Regions from separate parts of the Mus musculus genome. Here all the other regions are linked to region 2. Evidence: chromatin contacts called from public HiChIP or PLAC-seq data. All regions are on one chromosome and are shown on one strand. Each heading gives the region's core, a stretch centred on a gene start, on an enhancer-like site or on the middle of the called end of the contact. The rest is flanking DNA. Distances are from core to core; before and after follow the strand shown. Region 1 has its middle 14 kb from the start of Gm52779. Region 2 holds the start of Pdgfra (platelet derived growth factor receptor, alpha polypeptide). Region 3 has its middle 15 kb from the start of Gm52777.

What was found. HiChIP or PLAC-seq counts read pairs in DNA pulled down with a chosen protein or histone mark.
Region 1: a contact with region 2 is called in an H3K27ac HiChIP or PLAC-seq map of extraembryonic endoderm stem cells. The contact joins the enhancer-like site here to the promoter of Pdgfra in region 2. A contact is called at or near these places in 4 of 39 promoter capture datasets (cranial neural crest, embryonic stem cells, hematopoietic stem and progenitor cells and 1 more), 4 of 15 datasets of contacts at CTCF or cohesin (the NIH/3T3 cell line, embryonic stem cells and large pre-B cells), 8 of 484 Hi-C or Micro-C datasets (8-cell embryo, the CH12 cell line, bone marrow-derived DN3 thymocytes and 4 more), 24 of 115 datasets of contacts at active chromatin or transcription factors (craniofacial prominence, embryonic basal ganglia, embryonic fibroblasts and 15 more) and 3 of 9 other capture datasets (adipose tissue, liver and pancreatic islet).
Region 3: an H3K4me3 HiChIP or PLAC-seq map of stem cell-derived neural progenitor cells shows a contact between it and region 2, with 70 read pairs. The contact joins the enhancer-like site here to the promoter of Pdgfra in region 2. A contact is called at or near these places in 7 of 39 promoter capture datasets (3T3-L1-derived adipocytes, the HPC-7 cell line, the SN4741 cell line and 4 more), 1 of 484 Hi-C or Micro-C datasets (the HL-1 cell line), 8 of 115 datasets of contacts at active chromatin or transcription factors (embryonic basal ganglia, embryonic stem cells, extraembryonic endoderm stem cells and 4 more) and 3 of 9 other capture datasets (adipose tissue, macrophages and pancreatic islet).

The regions. Positions count from the first base shown.
Region 1 is chr5:74,928,255-74,931,764 of GRCm38.p6, reverse strand. No RefSeq gene overlaps it. Among named protein-coding and RNA genes, the nearest start is that of Gm52779, 14 kb to the left of the region's middle. Within about 2 kb of position 2,079, at least 8 of the 459 cell types and tissues checked have an H3K27ac peak or open chromatin away from gene starts, as enhancers often do. A contact at or near this core is called in extraembryonic endoderm stem cells, where this site is marked.
Region 2 is chr5:75,150,375-75,154,003 of GRCm38.p6, reverse strand. Pdgfra (platelet derived growth factor receptor, alpha polypeptide) reads right to left here and starts at 1,753. Exons shown (of 23, transcript NM_011058.3): 1 at 1,547-1,753.
Region 3 is chr5:74,997,769-75,001,294 of GRCm38.p6, reverse strand. No RefSeq gene overlaps it. Among named protein-coding and RNA genes, the nearest start is that of Gm52777, 15 kb to the right of the region's middle. Within about 2 kb of position 2,069, at least 36 of the 459 cell types and tissues checked have an H3K27ac peak or open chromatin away from gene starts, as enhancers often do. A contact at or near this core is called in embryonic basal ganglia, embryonic stem cells, neural tube and 1 more, where this site is marked.

The DNA.
Region 1 (3,510 bases), core at 830-3,329, 220 kb after region 2:
GCACTGTGACACGGGAGTTGTGCCTACACTTACACACACAGTAAAAACCGTAAAACAAAAAGAAAACAACCCTCCCCCAACCCCAAACGATACCCAGTAATAATAAAAGGAGCACGGTCTCTGGCATCAGACAGACCTGGCTTCAGACTCTAGCTCTGCCTTTCCCTGTTATGGTTTTAATGTTATTTCACTTTTGTAAGCCTTAGGTTTTTACTTGTTGTTGGTATTGTTAAGTAATGGAGATAATAGTGAGGTTTTATATGCTTATTATCAGGATTAAATAAATTCATTTTAGGAATATACCTAGAACGTAGCTTCTAAATTGACCAATATGCATTGTATAACAAGTAACATTTTTCATGTTAGGTTGTCTGCGTGATGAAAAATCCCATGGAACATAGAGTGCTCAGACAGAAATAACAGGGCTAGAGTGGCAGCTCCCTGGGTAAGAGCACTCACTGTGTAAACGTGAGGACCAGGTTTCGGTTCACACCCAGCGCCCATGCGCACAGCTGAGTGTGAGTGGCATCTTTGCTTCTAACAGTTCATCTCAAGCATTCTCTCCGTTCATCCCCACGGCAACTCAGTGAGACAGGTGACCGGTGTAACCAGGCTTTAGCTGATTTACCATCATTGTTCTTTTGTGTGTGTGTGTGTGTGTGTGTGTGTGTGTGTGTGTGTGTGTGTGTGTATGAGTGTTTACTCACTTCCTGGCTACTGTGAGGAGGGCAGCTTTGTTCCGTCACACTCTTGCCTGGCCACAGACCCAAACCCAACAGGATCAACAGACCATACAAGGAAACCTCTAACCCTGTCAGCCCAAATAAACATCCCTCCTTATGAGTAGTTTATCTCTGGTATTTCATTACAGGAGTAGAAAGCTGAGTAACTAAAGCTACTTAGTGTATTATACTCTACAGCCCAGGCTGCCCTCATACTCGAGGCCATCTTTCTGCCTCAACCTCCCAAGCTCTGGGGTTATGGGCATGCGCCATGATGCCCAGTTTATATATCATTTTTGGGAATTCATTATTCATTTAAAATATATCAGCTTTTTGTTTTGTTTTGTTTTTCAGTTTATATAAAAGACTCCAAAGTCTTCAAATGTCCACATGATATTACATTCTTTAGTTGGTTTCTTTATTTGAAAACAGTTTCTTGTGGCTGGATGTATAATCTTATTTTATTTTTAAATTATTTACATTGCTGCCCACAGTTCAGGGTCGCACGATAGTGCCTGCTGTCTTCACTCTTGTCTCTGTGAGCTCCAAGTGCCGTTAGACGTGGGAGAATTCCTGGAAAGCCACAGTCCATTGTCCTCTAAACAATGTAATTCCAATTTAGAGCACATGGAGATAGTATCTAAAAGAGTAGAGTTTAAGACATACAGGACAGGGCCGAGGAGATAACTCGGTGGGCAGTGTGCTTGTTGTGCAACACGAGTTTGTGTTCCCAGAACCTATGTATAGCCAGATGAGGCAGCACATCTATAACCTTAGTGTTCCGGCAGCAAGGTGGGAGGCTGAGGCAGGACAGACTCTGGGTCTAGCAGGGAGAGGCTTGGGGTACGGTTCATAACAGAGTTAGCCCTAAAGATTGACAGTGCTAGAACTGAGAATCCAGGTTATGAGGCCGCAGTAGTGCTTGGCCCAGTGCAGAAAAAAAAATGTGCTGCTTCTTCTAAGTGTCTGCTTCTTGTCAGGGCAAATGCTTGCTATTACTTTCAGAAAAAAAAGAATTGAGCCTTTCGATCTGAGACACGGACTTGAGTGCTACAAAGGTGAAATCACTGGGGAAACAGTGCATGTTTACCCAGACTGCTGGGCGTAACAGAAAAGCAAGAGACTGCATGCTCTTCCAGACACTGAGGAGGAAAGCTCTGATGTGGCGTATAAGTGTCCTCAAACCCTCCCTCCCTAAGAGAGGGGTTAAGGATCCTTTAAGGAGGAGAAAGGCTAAGTTCACAGACTTAGCCAAATGATAACTTAGGTAGAGAAGTGATTAAGGCAGGCTATAAACCTGGCTTTCTTTTCTCTTCTTTTCTATGGTGCTGGGGAATTAAGCCCAGGAAAGCCCCGAGCTGCATCCTGCTCTGTCCAGACATTTTGACTCTGAACTCTGTATTATTTCTACTAGAAGCATGGCATGTCTGTCCTTGCTCGTGTGCTAGGCCCTCTTAGACCTAACCAGGTCTGCCCCCCAGATCTGGAATCACACAGACACTTTGTGAAAGTAATGAGCTGAACAATAGGCAAAGGAATTGGATGATGGTGTGTGCTAGTAGTCACAGCACTCAGGAATCTGAGGCAGGAGGACCATGAGTTGGAAGCCAGTCTGGACTGCATAGCAAGCCTCCATCCCAAAATGAAATAAAATGAAACAAAGGAGGATGTATTAGGACATTCAAGTGAAGAGATGATTTGTGTTCATTTAAAATTTTTAATTTTTATAAAATTCCAAAGTTGATCTAATCTTATTAACTCTTTGCTGCCCCCAAATGTTAGTGGATTCATAATTATGTCTCATTGATGTTCAATCTTGATGTTCACTCAAATCTGTGAAAATGAAAAATGAAGTTAGGATAAAAATTGATAATGATTTAATTAAGCAGTCAGACTCAAAATTGTTTCTTTCATTTGTAAAAGCCAGCACTATTCACCATGCAACACTACACACACACACACACACACATTACAGAAACACCACATATACAGACACATACATATATCACACACAGAGACATACACACATACTCACACACCACATACACACATCACACACATCATATGCACACATCCCCCACACAGACACACACACACATACCATACTCATGCACACATATCACACACACACCACACATATATCACACATACACAGACACACACAGAGATATACATACATATACACATCATACAACACATATACCTATAGACACAGACACACAGACACACTACTACAGTCATACACAATATACAAACACCACAAACACATCGCACATTATATAGCACACACTCACATACATATCACATATACAACACACACATCACACATATAACATCCCCCACACAGACACACTACCACACAGACATACACACACACACACACACACATCACACATCATACAACACACTCTCTCACACACACACACACACACATCACACATCATACAACACACACTCACACACACATCACGCAAGTGCCACCATCTTCCATTCCATCTGCATCCACTGGCTCCCTCAGCTGTCTTCCGGCCTCTCGCAGCAGGTTAGCATCTTCACAGCTGTAAGTGGTCCCAGCATTTCCATTAGGAAAGAGTCTTCTGGCTGGGGTTGGGTAAGGAGAAGACAGTTCAGCAGGGAGGAGAGCCACAATTCTGAAATGTTAGCCGTGTTTTCCATCAAAAACAGTCTGTTTTTGGAAACAGCAGCTGAGTTGCATCGAGTTAGGGAGCACAGAAGAGCAAGGCACTCAGCAGGTCCTCTGACTGAGGACAGTCACCTCATGACGACA
Region 2 (3,629 bases), core at 504-3,003:
CCGACCTCAGAAGCTTCAAAGCCAAGAGATCGCTTCCTGCTTTCCCGGCCCTGCTCGAGGGAAGTTAATCTCACATGTATAAACTGATTTCCAAGGGAATAACGGTGAAGGAGGGAAGGCTGCGCGGAGACCGCCCCTGAGTTTTGCAGGATACTGAGCGTTGGGAGGAAAGTTGGGGGGGGGGGGCACTGGAAAGGTTGCGTTCAGGCGACCAGTGCCTCGCATCCATCATCCCAGGGCAGAGAAGCACCCAGAGTTCCGTAGGCAGGAGGCGAGGGTGGTTGGCCTCTTACATTTCTGCTTACCTGCACCCACGTCTGTCCTTTCAGAGATGTCCTGACTTCTTCACAAGAGGTCAGCTCCTAGCCAGGGATCTTGCCTCTTTGCTGCCTGCGGCCAGGACTAAGCAAGAGCCAGGCCCCCCCAACCCCCGGCCGTGCAGAAAAGACTCCACTGGAGACGCAAGTGAGCCGAGTGGGGGTGGGGACTACGGAGCACAATGAGGGCCCCTCGGAGTGCAGTTTGAAATTCCTCAAATCCCAGTTGCTGGAATGCGAGGCCAGGACGACTTCTTCACTCGAGGCCAAATGTGTTTGTCATTATTCCAGATCGCTCGTCCGCGCCGCCGCTGCCGCCGCTGCCTCCGTCGCTGGAGTGAGAGGCGCACGATCCCAGCGCACTGCGGATTCCGCCCGAGGCTTCTAGCACCCAAGTAATTCGCTCCAATCTCTCCGGAACCCTTGGAGCTGCGCCCCTCGCCCGCGCGCCCCTCTCACGGTGCTGCAGCCGCCACCGCCGCGCTCAAGTCTGGCCCCAGATGTTTCCAACAGCAGCGCCGTCCAGTAATTACGAGGGCTCGACTGGCGCCGAGTGTGCCCGGCCGGCATCCGAGGTCCGACCTCCTCCAGCCGAGCCCTTCACACCTCCCTTTTTTCTTAGCGCTTTCCCGCGCCCCACTCGGCGCCCCTTTCCCCTCCACACACACACTTCTCCTGGTGCGCCCCCTCCCCAAGCTTCGCGCCGCACCACCCGCTACAGCGTAGTCCCGCCAAACCGCGGGCGACGAATGAAAATACTCATTAAAAACCTGTCCTCTTCCGTGACCCACTGCCAAGAGGCCAAGCGCCGCGGCTTCCACCCCCCCAATGTTACTTGGTGTTCGTCCCAGTAAGCACGAACGCCACCCCCACCCTGGAGGAAAACCTCAAAAATGTAAGCCTAACAATTTCTTTGGAAGGCTATAGGATTGTGTAGGGAAAAAAAAAAAAACATTGCTTTTAAAAATAGGTCTGGATTTTTTTTCATTTTCTTTTTCTTTTTCTTTTTTTTTTTTTATCTTTGACTCTCTAATGGTTACCCCCCCACACCCCCCATTCCAGTGAAGTTTATTCAGAATAAGTTACTTTCTGGACACACCACTGAACTCAGCTGTTTTGTTTTTGTTTTCCTCGTTGCCCAAAATTTGAAGTTACTTAGCTTCTTGCAGCCCCAAGTTATGATCAGGGACCTTCTTGAGAAACAAAAGTCACTTTTTCCTCTCCCTTACCTTCTCCTTCTATGTCAATTTGCAAAGAAAATCCGATACCCGGAGTGAAAAGTAAGCCCCAAGCTTCCAGTCCTTCCCCGCAGCTCCTCCGTTTGTTTCTCTCCCTCAAGCTCCAACAGTAATGGGCTCAAAACCCGCATTTTGTAATTGATTCAATGTTATAGTCCGTCCTCCAAAAACTAATCATTTGCTTAAAGTAAATAGCTGTCAGGAAATGAAGTCCCCCCCCCCCTTGGTCTCTTCAAAATAAAAGTTTCCCTAGGACTCCTTGCTCTCTGACTCTCTCAGGCTCAAGACCTCTTCTTTGCTTTTTGCTCTTATGCAATCAGGGGGGCCAGTCCCAACCCCCAGACTTCAACAACAACGAGGAGGGGGGAGCAAACCAGATGGGGTGGGGTGGGGGGCCGAAGGGGGAGGTGTTGACGTTCTGCCGGGAAAGAGGTTTCAGGAAACTACAAACAGCCATCATTTCCAAAATGAGTTGACTTCCCAATTTGGGGGTGGGGGTGCTATTGTTTTGTATTCTCTTCGAAAAGAAAATACACGTAAAATTGCTGCTCATTTCTAAAACGAATATAAATCTAGAATTCAAATTATCCTTTCTATAGACAGTCTGGGCCTCGCTAGAAATATGGCCCTGGGGAGAAATTCTAACGCGGCTGCGTCGTTTTGAACTGGGGGTCTTAAGGGAAAGTGCCGTGTAGTTGCTAATCCTTTAATGGGATTAGGAAACTGTGGAGTCTAATAGGAAGATGATGGGTTTTTGAAAGGCTGGATTGTGAGGCGGTGTGCAAATAACGGTTGCTCGGCGTACCTTTGGGATGTTCTCCGGAAGAAGGAAAGAACGACCTTTATCCCTTCGGAGCCACTTATCTGGTCCTGCCTTTGTTTTCGGGGGTTATCTGGTCCTCGCTTCTTCTATCTTCATATGAAAACGCTCAGGCTAGGCGTGACTACCAAATGCCTGCCCTCTGCATCTTGATGGCAGAAGGATTTTTATCCTCCTAAATTCCACCCTTCCGAGTGGGTCGCACGCGACGTACCCTAGGAAAGCTTTCAGGACGTTTGAGCCACAAACCAGGGAACCCAAGACACCCAGCGAGAGACAGTTGGGACACGGCGATCCTGCTGGCGAGGGAAAGGGGGCGCTGACACTCCAGGAACCAAACCTGGGCGAAGCGGGACTTCCCGGAGCGGGTGGGGGAAGGGAGGGCCTTCGACTTGCGCTCTATTTTTGAATGCTTTTGGTGTGTGTGTGTGGGGGGGGGGGTGTGAGAAGTCCTCTATCTCCACCACCACCACCACCACCACCACCACCACCACCACCACCACCACCACCTCCATCTCACACATCAAAATTAAAATGGACAAGGTGACCAGGTTGATAACAAAACGTCGAATAACCATCGGTTATTTCACCACTATAGTGGACCTGAGGCTCTGGCGTAAATCACAGAGGTTTCCCCGAAATGCCGAGTGCTGTCCCTAAATGGGACAGGACCGACCGTGGGGATATCAGGCTCGGGAAGAGGATGCCTGGAGCTGGGCTGAGAGCCCCAATTCTCCTCCGCCCTTCTGCACGCCCGCCTCTGGTGTATCTTCAGCTCGGGTGACTGCCCTGCTCACTATTACTTCCACATGTTCCTTCAGGAAACCGTTGAAGGCGAAATGTATGAACAGCCCCTTGTTCGGAATGCTAGCAGGATACCGTAATGTTTGTAGATAATGAACAGGATGGTAAGGTCTGCGAACAGGCTTGCACACACACACACACACACACACACACACACACGGAGCGAGGGGTTGGGGGGGCTTTCATCTGTTGTTAAAAGCAAGTCAAGATTTAGGTTTTTGTAGCAGGTACCCAAGGAGGGGGTGAGTTTGGGGCTGAGCGTCTGCAGAGGAGAGCCTGCTTTGCAAGGAACACCCTACCAGCTCTAATCCCACTACCTGCCTCAAGCAGGGCCCCTGCGTTCTCCTCCCACAAATGGTAACTTCACAGTTCATTTCAGAGCCGTTTTAAAGGAGTCCGAAAAGCGGGCCGGCTCGGGTATCCTGAGACAGTAATTCCTCGGGAGTTTAA
Region 3 (3,526 bases), core at 820-3,319, 150 kb after region 2:
CAGTCTTCAAAGTTGACAAAGTACAAAGGTGAATTTCAAAAGCATATATATATATATTCTACTATTCCTAACAAATTAAAGCCATTGCTAAACAAAACACGGTCTGTTTTCCTTAAGTAGCTTTCTTTTTGGTTAGTTAAGACTTTGATCCATACTTAAGAAGGTACGTAGATGGGTTATGTTGCTGGATTATAGTTATGGTGGCATGGTTTGTGATCTCTTGTAGGTTATAGTAAAATGTATACAAATTTTAATAAAATTAAACATCATAAACTGTAAACTTTTCTTATAACTCTTCAAATCAGATGTAGGAATGCGCCCCTGTCATACCCACATTGGAAAGGTTAAGGCATGAGGATTTGAGTTCAAAGCTAGCCCGGGCTTGGGCTACAGAGTGAGTTCTGGACTTAAACATTCAAACAGAAATCTAGTATGGACTGGAGAATTACAAGTTTATGCTGTGTTAGTTTGCTTGCTCTGACCCGTCATCTGAAGACAGGCTCACTTTAGTCTAAACTGGCCTTCACTAAATCATGCTCTTCCCGCCTCAGCCTCCTAAGTGAGGGTTGTGGAGGTGTACTGCCACACCTGGTGTAAAAGTGCCGTTTTTAGTAGAATCAATTGTAGCATGTGGTTTCAACCCGTAAGGCTGTGGCCAAATTAAACTAAAACACAGCTTTTATCCTTGCAGAACTTAACATAGGAGATGAAGTAAAACTACGGAAATACCAGGTCCGTGGAGTCCTCCAGTCAGCTGTGGGTCTCAGATGCTGTCTGTTGACATTCTTAGCCTTTTAGTTGGTGGAAGCCAGTGGTGTGTTAATACACACGAAAGGTTGTACCTGTTAAAAGGGTGTGAGAGATGGCCACTAAGTGGCTAATGATATAGGGAGCCCAGGAGAAATTGTAATTAGGCTGACACCCTCCTGCGCCCCCCCACCCCCCACCCCACCAAGTCAGTTATCCTCCATAAGAAAGTCAGTTTTTGTCTTCAGCTGTGCATTTGTGTCTACATACCACATAGAGGTAGGATTCTGACAAAAATACCCAACTCTATTTGCTTCAAGATTTTGTAGTATGCACTGAAGATTTTTTTTACCTCCATTGCTGGAATTGTTTTACATAAGATACAAAATGAAAATGGTACATGAAACAATTTAAGAGAGAAGCTTAATTTTTGAATTTTTTGTTTGTTTTGCTGAATCATCTCTATTAGAGGGACTTGGGGGGCTTTTTTTTTTCTGATACCTTATTTTCTGAATTTCTGTTCTTTTTACTGTTTTTATCCAAACAAAAATGAGAGCATTCTCAGAATTGTATTCTGCTTCTTTTTTTCTCAAATAGAGACTGCAGCAAAATGCCATCGCTGCCCACAGTATAGTTAGTATTTTAGACTCCATTGCAGAAAGCCTAAGAGAGCCCAACCTTTGTACCTACAGCCTTAGATATTGTTAAATAGCCATTCAGTTTTCTTCACATTGTGTGTGAGATGAATATTTCTTAAGACGTTTTGTTTGCTCTCCCAAAGAAATCAACCAAGGAAAAAAAAAAAAAAAACCTCAAAAAACAAAACAAACAAAAAACACCCTGTAACTCATGTGAAGCATGCAGGGTGTTGTAATTTCAGTTTGCAAAGCGCTGAGATACAATGTTGCTGAGCCAAAAGCACACGATAGATTTAATGTAGCCAATTGTGGACTTTTGAAAAAAAGAGTAACTGTTCCCTGTGAGTTAATTTTGGATTTTTTCAAAATCTCTCTTTTAGGCTTTGTGCTGGATTCTTCCAGACAAATGCGTCTTCCATGTGGGCCAGTGTTCTGCTAAATGCTCTCCGTTCTCCTTTTGCAATCAAGACTATGTTGCTAAGGAGATTTCGCTTTTATTGGTGCCATTGATTTGTGTTAATACGTTTTGAATACCTCTTGGTATTCTTCAGTAGACAAGGCCAAAAGAAAAACTTCCCCGAGTCCCCCAATTTACATGACAAACGGAGCGGTGGTGTAATGAAGCCGATCTAAAGTGGGCAGTTGAAAGGGACCCAAAGAAGGGCACTCAAGTGAGAAATGAAGAAATGCGTGAGTGCAGTCTGTAGGCTGCCTTCAGGCCAGCTGCAGGAACTGGCTCCAGCCAGAGGCAGAGTGAGGGAGCACCTCCCTCTGCAAAGACCACCCACTTTTGGAGCCCAAACTGACACACCATAGATTACCTCACTGTACAAGACCACTTAAAAGTGAGCAAGGCTCCCAAGCAGGCAAGAGATGATTCTCAGCCCCTTGAGTCCCAAGCTTACAGAGGCCTGGCCTCCTCCACGTGCCCTTTGACCTTAAGTTGCTAATGAAGTCCTCCATGAGTGAGTTCTTGTCCTCAGGACCGACATACTCACATCACCTTGGAAAAAGACTCTAACTGATCACATTTGGTTTACTCTTATATTCCTTTGTATCCCATCCCAGCTACCAAAACCCTTTCATTACTACAGCACTCAGGAGCTCCGTGAGCAGGTGACTCCAGGCTGAGCCTCAGTACATAAAAGCCCAAAGGACTGCTGTGGGGCACATATTTACACAGACTTGTTCAAACCTGTTAACATGCCAACACAGATCATGTCTTAGCCATACCTACGTAACTTGAAGGTTGTTTAGGGATGTAGCTCAGTTGATAGAGTGAGTGCCTAGCAGGCACTCAGACAGTCCTGAGCTCAATCATCAGCACCACACAAATGATGCTTGTAATCTCAGCACAGGGCAGGTGGAGGCAGGGGGGCCAGAAGTTTAGGGTACTACACAGCTGTATATCCAGTTAAGGCCAACCTGTGATTCATAAGACCGAAGTCAAAAGAATGGAAACATCATGAAAAAATTGCTATAGCCATTGGTCATGAAATACTTAGTCACTTCAAGTATTTTATAATTGTTAATTTAGTGAAAGAAAAGCATAAACTATTGGTTCTTTAATAACAAGTAATCTGGCAAGATAATTAGAGGCATCCTGTGGTCACTGGGAAATAGAAATTCCTCTCTTCACCATATCTTTTTCCTACATCCAAGATACTTGTTGGTCACTCTACCTAAAATCCAATTTTCTAAATTTTCCAAACAAAATCAGACAAGTTTTGTCAATAGTCAAAAAATACTAGCCGGGCCGGGCAGTGGTGGCACACACCTTTAATCCCAGCACTCGGGAGGCAGAGACAGGCGGATTTCTGAGTTCGAGGTCAGCCTGGTCTACAAAGTGAGTTCCAGGACAGCCAGGGCTATACAGAGAAACCCTGTCTCGAAAAACCAAAATAAAAATGAAAATAAAAAAATACTGTAGTTTGGGGTTTTTTTTCCCCCTTGTAATATTTTTACATTTAGTTTGCTTTCTAACATAGTAGTTGTGATAATATCTGCCTGGTTTGTATAGTTACAGGGCCATTCTATTACATAGAGCTAAGATTGAGGTTGGGGAATATACCTCTGCATTCTTGCTCACTACATACAAGGCCTTGGATTCAGTCCTCAGCACCGCATAACACAGGCACATT